Linked DNA regions of Sus scrofa: region 1 is linked to region 2. A link is a contact called in public HiChIP or PLAC-seq data. All regions are on one chromosome and are shown on one strand. The core of a region is the stretch at or near the end of the contact, and the rest is flanking DNA. Distances in the headings are between cores, read along the strand shown. Region 1 holds the start of CHTF8 (chromosome transmission fidelity protein 8 homolog). Region 2 holds the start of SNTB2 (beta-2-syntrophin).

The links. HiChIP or PLAC-seq counts read pairs in DNA pulled down with a chosen protein or histone mark.
Region 1: a contact with region 2 is called in an H3K27ac HiChIP or PLAC-seq map of alveolar macrophages. The contact joins the promoter of CHTF8 here to the promoter of SNTB2 in region 2. A contact is called at or near these places in 2 of 47 Hi-C or Micro-C datasets (both in embryonic fibroblasts) and 1 of 2 datasets of contacts at active chromatin or transcription factors (alveolar macrophages).

Annotation. Positions count from the first base shown.
Region 1 is chr6:17,816,801-17,820,503 of Sscrofa11.1, reverse strand. It overlaps CHTF8 (chromosome transmission fidelity protein 8 homolog), which reads right to left and starts at 2,320. Exons shown (of 4, transcript XM_021093878.1): 1 at 2,212-2,320. It overlaps UTP4 (U3 small nucleolar RNA-associated protein 4 homolog), which reads left to right and starts at 2,087. Exons shown (of 17, transcript XM_021093876.1): 1 at 2,087-2,414; 2 at 3,509-3,669. The coding sequence starts at 3,511.
Region 2 is chr6:17,772,375-17,776,210 of Sscrofa11.1, reverse strand. It overlaps SNTB2 (beta-2-syntrophin), which reads left to right and starts at 1,661. Exons shown (of 7, transcript XM_021093874.1): 1 at 1,661-2,294. The coding sequence starts at 1,715.

The sequences.
Region 1 (3,703 bases), core at 1,071-3,570, 44 kb before region 2:
AGACAGGGCTCGGATCCCGCGTTGCTGTGGCTCTGGTGTAGGCCAGTGGCTACAGCTCCGATTCAACCCCTAGCCTGGGAACCTCCATATGCCGCGGGAGCAGCCCAAAGAAATAGCAAAAAGGCAAAAAAAGAAAAAACAATTAGGATTTATTAAGCTCTAATTCAGTCCCAGGGACTACTTGTGTTTACCGCTAAGTGAGAACTTAGGTGTCATACCTCGTTTCTGTGATCCTGCCACTTACTTTGTAAGACGGGGTAATTTAATGTTTCAGTTTCTTCACCAATAAATTGGGCATTAAAAAAAGAACCTGTCTCAAAGGGTTGTTGTGAACACTGAATGTAGTCTTCAGCACACCGCCTAACACACATAAGCCTTTTAGGGTCAAGCTATTGATCACCTGGAGGAATACGCCATTTTCTTAGTACATGTTCAATAAAATGTCTTTATGCTATCTATTATTCTAATGTTTACAATGGACTAAAACATCCTATGAAAACAGCAGGTTATCAGAATAAAATCAAGTTTACAAAATGGGAGAACAATTCAAATATGGCAGTCAGGGTTCACCAAACTGCTCCAGAAATTAAGTTCCGGAAGGTTTCTTTTTCTTAGCATGATAACTGCTTCTCTGTGTGCCTTTCCATCAAATGAACTCATGAACTTCTACATACAATTTAAAACAAATTACTTTTATTAAGGATGTTTCTGAGGTTTCATGACTGAAGGGGATAGTCTAAGTTTCAAAGGGAAGATCTTGACAGGCTTATGTTACGTCATTTAGTGCTAAAATCTAGTTTCTAAATGAGAAGCTTTATCTCCTCCAAAAAGGGGTTATGGAGGGCAGTGGAATTGAATGCTTCCAAACTTTTCGTCAGTGAAGAGTGTGTTCAAAAACGTGTGTGTACACTATGCATATACGTGGTACTTTCCCATCACATTTTAAGATTCCCATGATGGAGGGAATCAATTACTGGTATCTGTAGACAATGGGGTGGAAAAGATGGCTTCGGTCGATCTGAGTTACTCCAGTTTTCTCCATCTTCTGCTACTCTGCAGCCCCTCTACCCTTCCTCTTACTGCTGTAGCGTACTATCTTCCCCAAAGCCCCTTCCTTTACATAGCATTGCTTGAGGCCTCCCTCTGTACTGGGTTTTCCTCCCACAGGCTCCCCACCTTCTCCACCCTCTCCGCTGGCCCCCTACCCGCCTTCAATTTGAGCTACTAACACTTCCCATTCCTAGCCCCGCCCACTTTCTGGACCTCTCAATCCGCTTCCCCTCTCTTACCCAACCCCCTCCAAAATACCCCCACACTTTCTCTAGGACCTCTTACCCAGATGTTTAACCCTTTCTCTTATCTCCCAAGTTAAACATTCTTTATGCCGCCTTTCTCCACATCCCCCCCTCAGAATAGTCTTCCCAAACCATTCACTCTCCTCCCAAAGGCTGCTCTAAAAACGTTATTCCTACCACCCTCATTCTTCCCTATTTCCCCCCTCAATTCCAAAGTACTTCGCCCCTCTAGGACCGACCCCACCCGACTCTTCTCCCGTCTCTTACTCCGCCCACAAAAGAACCTGGATCATCCGCCAGACTGTCTCCTCCTTCCAACCATCCTCGCAGTTATCGCTTTCAGGAGCCTTTCCTCCACGATTTAAAATGTCCCCTCGAAAGAACCTCAGAGTCCTACCCCACACTAAGTCCCCTTTCTGGTATTCCCACTGCTTCCTAGATTCCAGTTCTACCCGACTCCCGAAAGCATCGCGTGCTGGGCTCCTTCACCACCCAGGGAAGAGCCCCTTTCCGCACATACCTCGAGGTTCCGGCCTGCGCCGCCCCCTTATCCGTCCTCCGCCCGCGCTCGGCCACTCTTTCCGCCCTTCTCCCGCTCCGCCCTGCTCGCACCCTTCTTTCCATCCGCCTTCCGACTCCACACCGCTTCCTTCCCCACAATTCCCAGCCCTCCTACTCCGGGGGCCCCTCTGGGTCGCCCCCACCTCTGCGCGGCCCTCCCCGCTCCCCTCCCCCTTCCCGACCGCCCCTCCCCCGCCCGGCGCTCCCCGCCCCTCGGCTCGCCATTCTTCTCAGCGAGCCGCGCGCCCCGCCCGGCCCCAGCTCCCTAGCTTCCCGCTCCCTCGAACCCTCAACCCCATCCCCGGCTCGGCCCTCGCTCCCCGCGGCCTCCCACGCTCCCTGCCCGCGGCCTGACCTGCAATGGCGGCCGCCGAGCGCGGCGCCGCGCGGCCAACGGGCGACAACCGAACCTCCCGCCGCCGTCGCCGCCGCCGCGAGCACTGCCTGCGCACTTCCGGCCTTGCGCCGCGAGCACTTCCGGGGCAGAGCACGCGAGCGCGCGCGCACGTGGGGCCGGGCGGAGAGAGGGACCGCCAAGAGTAGTGAGCCCTTCCGCGGGTGAGTTGGGCAGGGGGCGGGAAGCGGGGGTGACGGGAAGAGTTGGAACTGGTGCTGCCTGCACTAAGTCGACGCCCCGCGGAGCTCGTCGATTCCCTAGTGTCGAAGTCGGGTGGGGGCTATTCCGGAGAGAGAAGGGGCGAAGGAGCCCTCGCGCGTTTCATACGCCCTCCTAGCCTGGTCAGGCCGAGGTCGCCTGCTCTGCAGACAGGTTTCACACACCTTGAAGGGAAACGGACAAGGGGTGAACCAGACCCGAGTGTGTATATTGAGGGCAGCAGAGCGCGGAGTAGGGGAGTAGTTGACAGATGCCGGACCAGTCCCGTCGCTTCCTCCTATTGAGAAGCTCTGGGTTCTTCCTGTTCCATCAGCCCCCACTGTCAATACCGTAGTTGAGTCTGTGATTTGCAAACTTAGCATGCCAAAGAGATAGAGGTATTTGCCAATGTGCAGATTCTTAATCGGTCTCCCCCACCTCCCCGCCACCCGCCAAGAGGTTGGAATTCTGGAGCTATGGAATAGGACCCATAATCCTGCATTTTTTAAAGCCGGTTTTAGAGATAATTTTGATACAGGAGTTCTGCAGATCTAACTTTGAGAGACTTTTAGTCTGTCAACATGTTTTGCCTCTTTTTTTATTCTCCTCTTTACCACCCCCACTCTCAGAAGCCCCACGCACAAAATACAAAGATACAGGAAGACTTTAATTCTACCTCAAATACAACTGAAGCTCTAATTGACCCACGCAAGTGCGCCTCCCAGTTAGAGAATGAGGTTATATTCAGTGTTTTGCTCTAAGATCAGGTTTTTAGATTCTTCTCCTTTTCCTGGACCACTTCCTTCAATGAGTTGTCAGGATTGCTAGGAATCTGAGTGATGCTTTATGTGTTGCTCTTTTTTCTGTTGAAGAGTCCTGAGCTTCTGGAGATTGATAGATTCTGTATGGGTCACGAAAGCATCATTAAGTGGATGTTTAGAAATGAACCTCTGTGGGATATAGCTGAAGTCTTCTACCTATACCAGTGGTTAAATAAACAATATGTGTGTCATACTGTGGTTGATGTTTTAACAATAATTCTCTTTTTCCCCTCTAGGAATGGGTGAATTTAAGGTCCATCGAGTACGTTTCTTTAATTATGTTCCATCAGGGATCCGTTGTGTGGCTTACAATAACCAGTCGAACAGATTGGCTGTTTCACGAACAGATGGCACTGTAGAAATTTATAATTTGTCAGCAAACTACTTTCAGGAGAAAGTAAGTCATTTGGGAGCCTGATTTGGTGGTTTTG
Region 2 (3,836 bases), core at 412-2,911:
GGACCTGCCAGAGCAGAGAGCGGGCCTCACTGCAATTGATTGAGGAGAGGGCCAGAGGGTTGAGCTTCTGCTGATGTCTGCAGCTTGGAAAATCCCACTCCGCTAATTGCAAAGAGGATTCTGCTGTAATGATTTTTGGAGTAAGATACTTTTCTCATTTTGAATTCTTTCTTCATTTGGGCTCTGAGTGCTTACCAATCTTTCTTTTTTAAAAAAAAATTTTTTTTAATTGTTTTAATTCCTGGTATAGGAGGCTCTTTGAAAGTTTCTGCCCACACATGAGTGTGCATTAGATTGGTTCATGGACATGGCTTACGAGCTTCAACATGTACTTCATGAGCAAGCAGGTATACAGCCCCTTTCACAGGAATTGCTGCACACTCCCTCTGTTGGCACCACTGCTCCCACCCCTGCCTGCCCAAATGAAAATATGGGCATTTTGCTTTTCCTGAAAAAAAAAAAGGAAAAAGGGCACAGTGACCTCATGTTGAGATCTCTCTCAGCAGCATGATTTCTGGATCCTCACTTTTGAGGTCTAGAGTATGGTCTAGGGTGTGTATGTGTTTGTTTTAAAGCACTGGAACAGGAAACTGGGAGACCAGAGATGTTTTGTTACTTGTGGACACTGGGCCAAAGCTTTGGCTTTCTGGGCCTCAGTTTCCTCAACTCTTCAAGCCAGGAAACTGGAAGAAGCAGGTGAATTTTATCACCTACAGCTTTGGACAAAAGCTGCTGCAGGCTTTGCACTGTGTAATCAGTTTCTGGGGACGCTCATATGCACTTGCCCCAATGTAAGGCCCTGGCCTCCAGGGTAGAAAGTCAGATCTACAAATTCAATTCCAATATTTGGTTATTTGAGTCTTTTTACACTCATATCCTTATATTTCCATGGACCCTGCACTATTCACATTTGAATTCTGGCATCTTCCTAAGTAACCATCATTCTGCAAATATCTTTGAGGCCTACCTAATGTGGCTGCAGGGCTAAAGAAAACATGAACCCCTCTGGCATTACCGGTATTACAAAGCAGAATGACAAATGCTTGGATTCATGCCTCTAGACTTTTGCTTATGCAGTTCCCTCTGTTCCAGTTATTGAGCTTCCATTGTCACCTCTGTGAAACTGACCCCAGGCTCAACTACTTCTACTCCGGTCTCAGGGCTTTTTCTACATGTCACTTAACCACATAATATCACATCAGGTTGGTTGGTTCTCTTTTTTCCTCCCCTACTAAACCGCCAGCTCTCGGCTGTGGTAGTTTTGTTCATCTCACCTCCAGGCCTCAAAAGGAGCCCACAGCGGAGCATTCAGTAAATACTTACTTAGTAAGAACCAATCAATGCAAAAGTGAACTTGCAACTCGGAGGCTTTCAACTTGCAGGCTTGCAAAGTGTCTTGTGAAGCTGATTTTGCTTTCCATGCCCAGGCAGCTCTGGTGCATTAAACGGTACAGGTCAGAAGCTGGAGGGTGTAAGGGTCGGAGGCTAACGGAGGGAGAACGTGAGACCGAGCCCCACTTCGCTTGAGCTGTGAACTGCAACCCACCGGACCGCAGGCAACTCCTTAGACCTCCCGGAAGCGTCCCGGCCGGCCTCTCCCCACCGCTCCGGAAGGTGGGCGTGGCCTCTCATGAATAATGAATCACCGCGGGGGGAGGGGCCGGGCCCGCCCCCTCGGGCGGGAAGGGGGAAGCGCCTAGGCTGCCTGACTGGAATGAGGGTAGCTGCGCCGACTGCGGCGGCGGGAGCGGGGCCGGCCATGGCGGTGTGGACGCGGGCCACCAAAGCGGGGCTGGTAGAACTGCTCCTTAGGGAGCGCTGGGTCCGGGTGGTGGCCGAGCTGAGCGGGGAGAGCCTGAGCCTGACGGGCGACGCCGCGGCGGCTGAACCAGAGCCAGCTCTAGGGCCCGCGGCGGCCGCCTTCAACGGCCTCCCGAACGGCGGCGGCGCGGGCGATTCGCTGCCCGGGAGCCCGAGCCGCGGCCTGGGCCCCCCAAGTCCACCCGCGCCGCCGCGAGGCCCGGCGAGTGAGGCGGGCGCGTCACCGCCGGTGCGCCGAGTGCGGGTGGTGAAGCAGGAGGCGGGCGGCCTGGGCATCAGCATCAAGGGCGGCCGCGAGAACCGGATGCCGATCCTCATCTCCAAGATCTTCCCGGGACTGGCGGCCGACCAGAGCCGGGCGCTGCGGCTGGGCGACGCCATCCTGTCGGTGAACGGCACCGACCTGCGCCAGGCCACCCACGACCAGGCCGTTCAGGCACTGAAGCGCGCGGGCAAGGAGGTGCTGCTGGAGGGTGAGCGGGGCCGGCGGGCGGGCAGGCGGGCGGGAGGTGCTGGGCTGGCCGGCGCTCACTTTGTTTCTGCCACCCTGCCCGCTTGGCGGGGCGAGCCCCTTCCCTCCCTCCGAGCCCTCACCTTCCCTTCTGCTGGTGGCCCGGCTCTCCCCAAACCCTGTTTGCTGGGACTTGGAGGATGGAAAAACTGATGCTCCCTGCAGGAAAAGTTGGGCAGCCGCCGAAGTGTGGCTTGCAGTCCCCAAGGAAGACTCGGTTGAGATTTAGTAAAAAGCAGCCGCGCTTGAAGCCCCGCCTCTGCACTATAAGCTGACACTAAGAACTAGAGAGGGACGGAACGGAGTTCTGGAGGTCTCGGTTTGCCTCCTGAGAAGTGCCGAGTTGGCTGTTTCTTCATTCACCTCTGGCTTCCCAGGGCGGGCGGGTCTGTTAAAAAAAAAAAAAAAAAAAAATTATCCAGTCCGATGCCAGCGGTATGCTTGGGCAAACCCTCGAAACCCTGGTTAATTTATGGGAATTTAACCCATCATTGGCTCGCAACAATAACCAAAGGAGATCCTAGCACTTCATTGAAGCCAGAAAGCTGAAACAGCAAGTTCGTGTGGTTAATGAGCCTTATTTAACAGTGAAGGCTCACGTGTTTGAACATTTACTGCCAACTAGAGTTTTGCCCTTTTTTTAGGAGACTGGTGCCAGCTTCCTACCATTCACAGGCGTCCTGCTTCAAGGCTTTAAGCTTATTAGAAGCCTGAAATGTTAAATCTCAAGTCATGTTTGAATAGCCAGGATTGTTATTTACTTTAAATATGTATGTGACCTGGGTCGTCTTTGATGAATTTATGAAATTAAGGCAAAATTAAATATCATCTCCTTAATGGACTCGTGCATGTTGGAGGTAATACTGCTTTAGAAATTTTTGAGCAGTTGGCCTTCTTTCACTGTGATTCAGTAGTTCAAAAAGCATTTATTGCTGGCTGTATAGAAGAGAACATAAAAGGTGATCTGCCTCTATTTGGTGTCTATTTGGGGAAATGATAGAAAAATGCAAAAACAAAAAACCCTTCAAGTTATAGATTGTATAGTGCAAACTATATAATTGCCACAGGAAATGCAAAGTTATGCAGTAGTTAGTGGAAATTGGATTTGTCAGGGAGCAATTTTTCAAGGAGTTGAATCTTGAGCCAGGTCTCCAGGGAAGTGATAGACATAGGCTGAGATGAGTCAGGAGGGTATTCCTGGCAGAAGAACAGAAGGGAAGGGGTGGGGAGAGTAGGAAGGGACCAATTGTCAAACTGAGAGGCCAGAAACCCAGTGGGCAAAGTGATCTTCACTTTTTTCCAAATCCGCTGGTAAATGTCTGGGAAAATGTTCATTTGCAAGTAAATGATTTAATGTGCTCCAATTGTGGAATTCCAGTGTCTCACCTTTGTAATATCCTATTTATATTTCTCTCAGGTGAGGCTAGACACTACTCAGAATTTAGTGTTAATAAAGAGAGTAAAATTATAGATTGTGGTTTTGGTGGTGTGTGTGTAAAAAAAC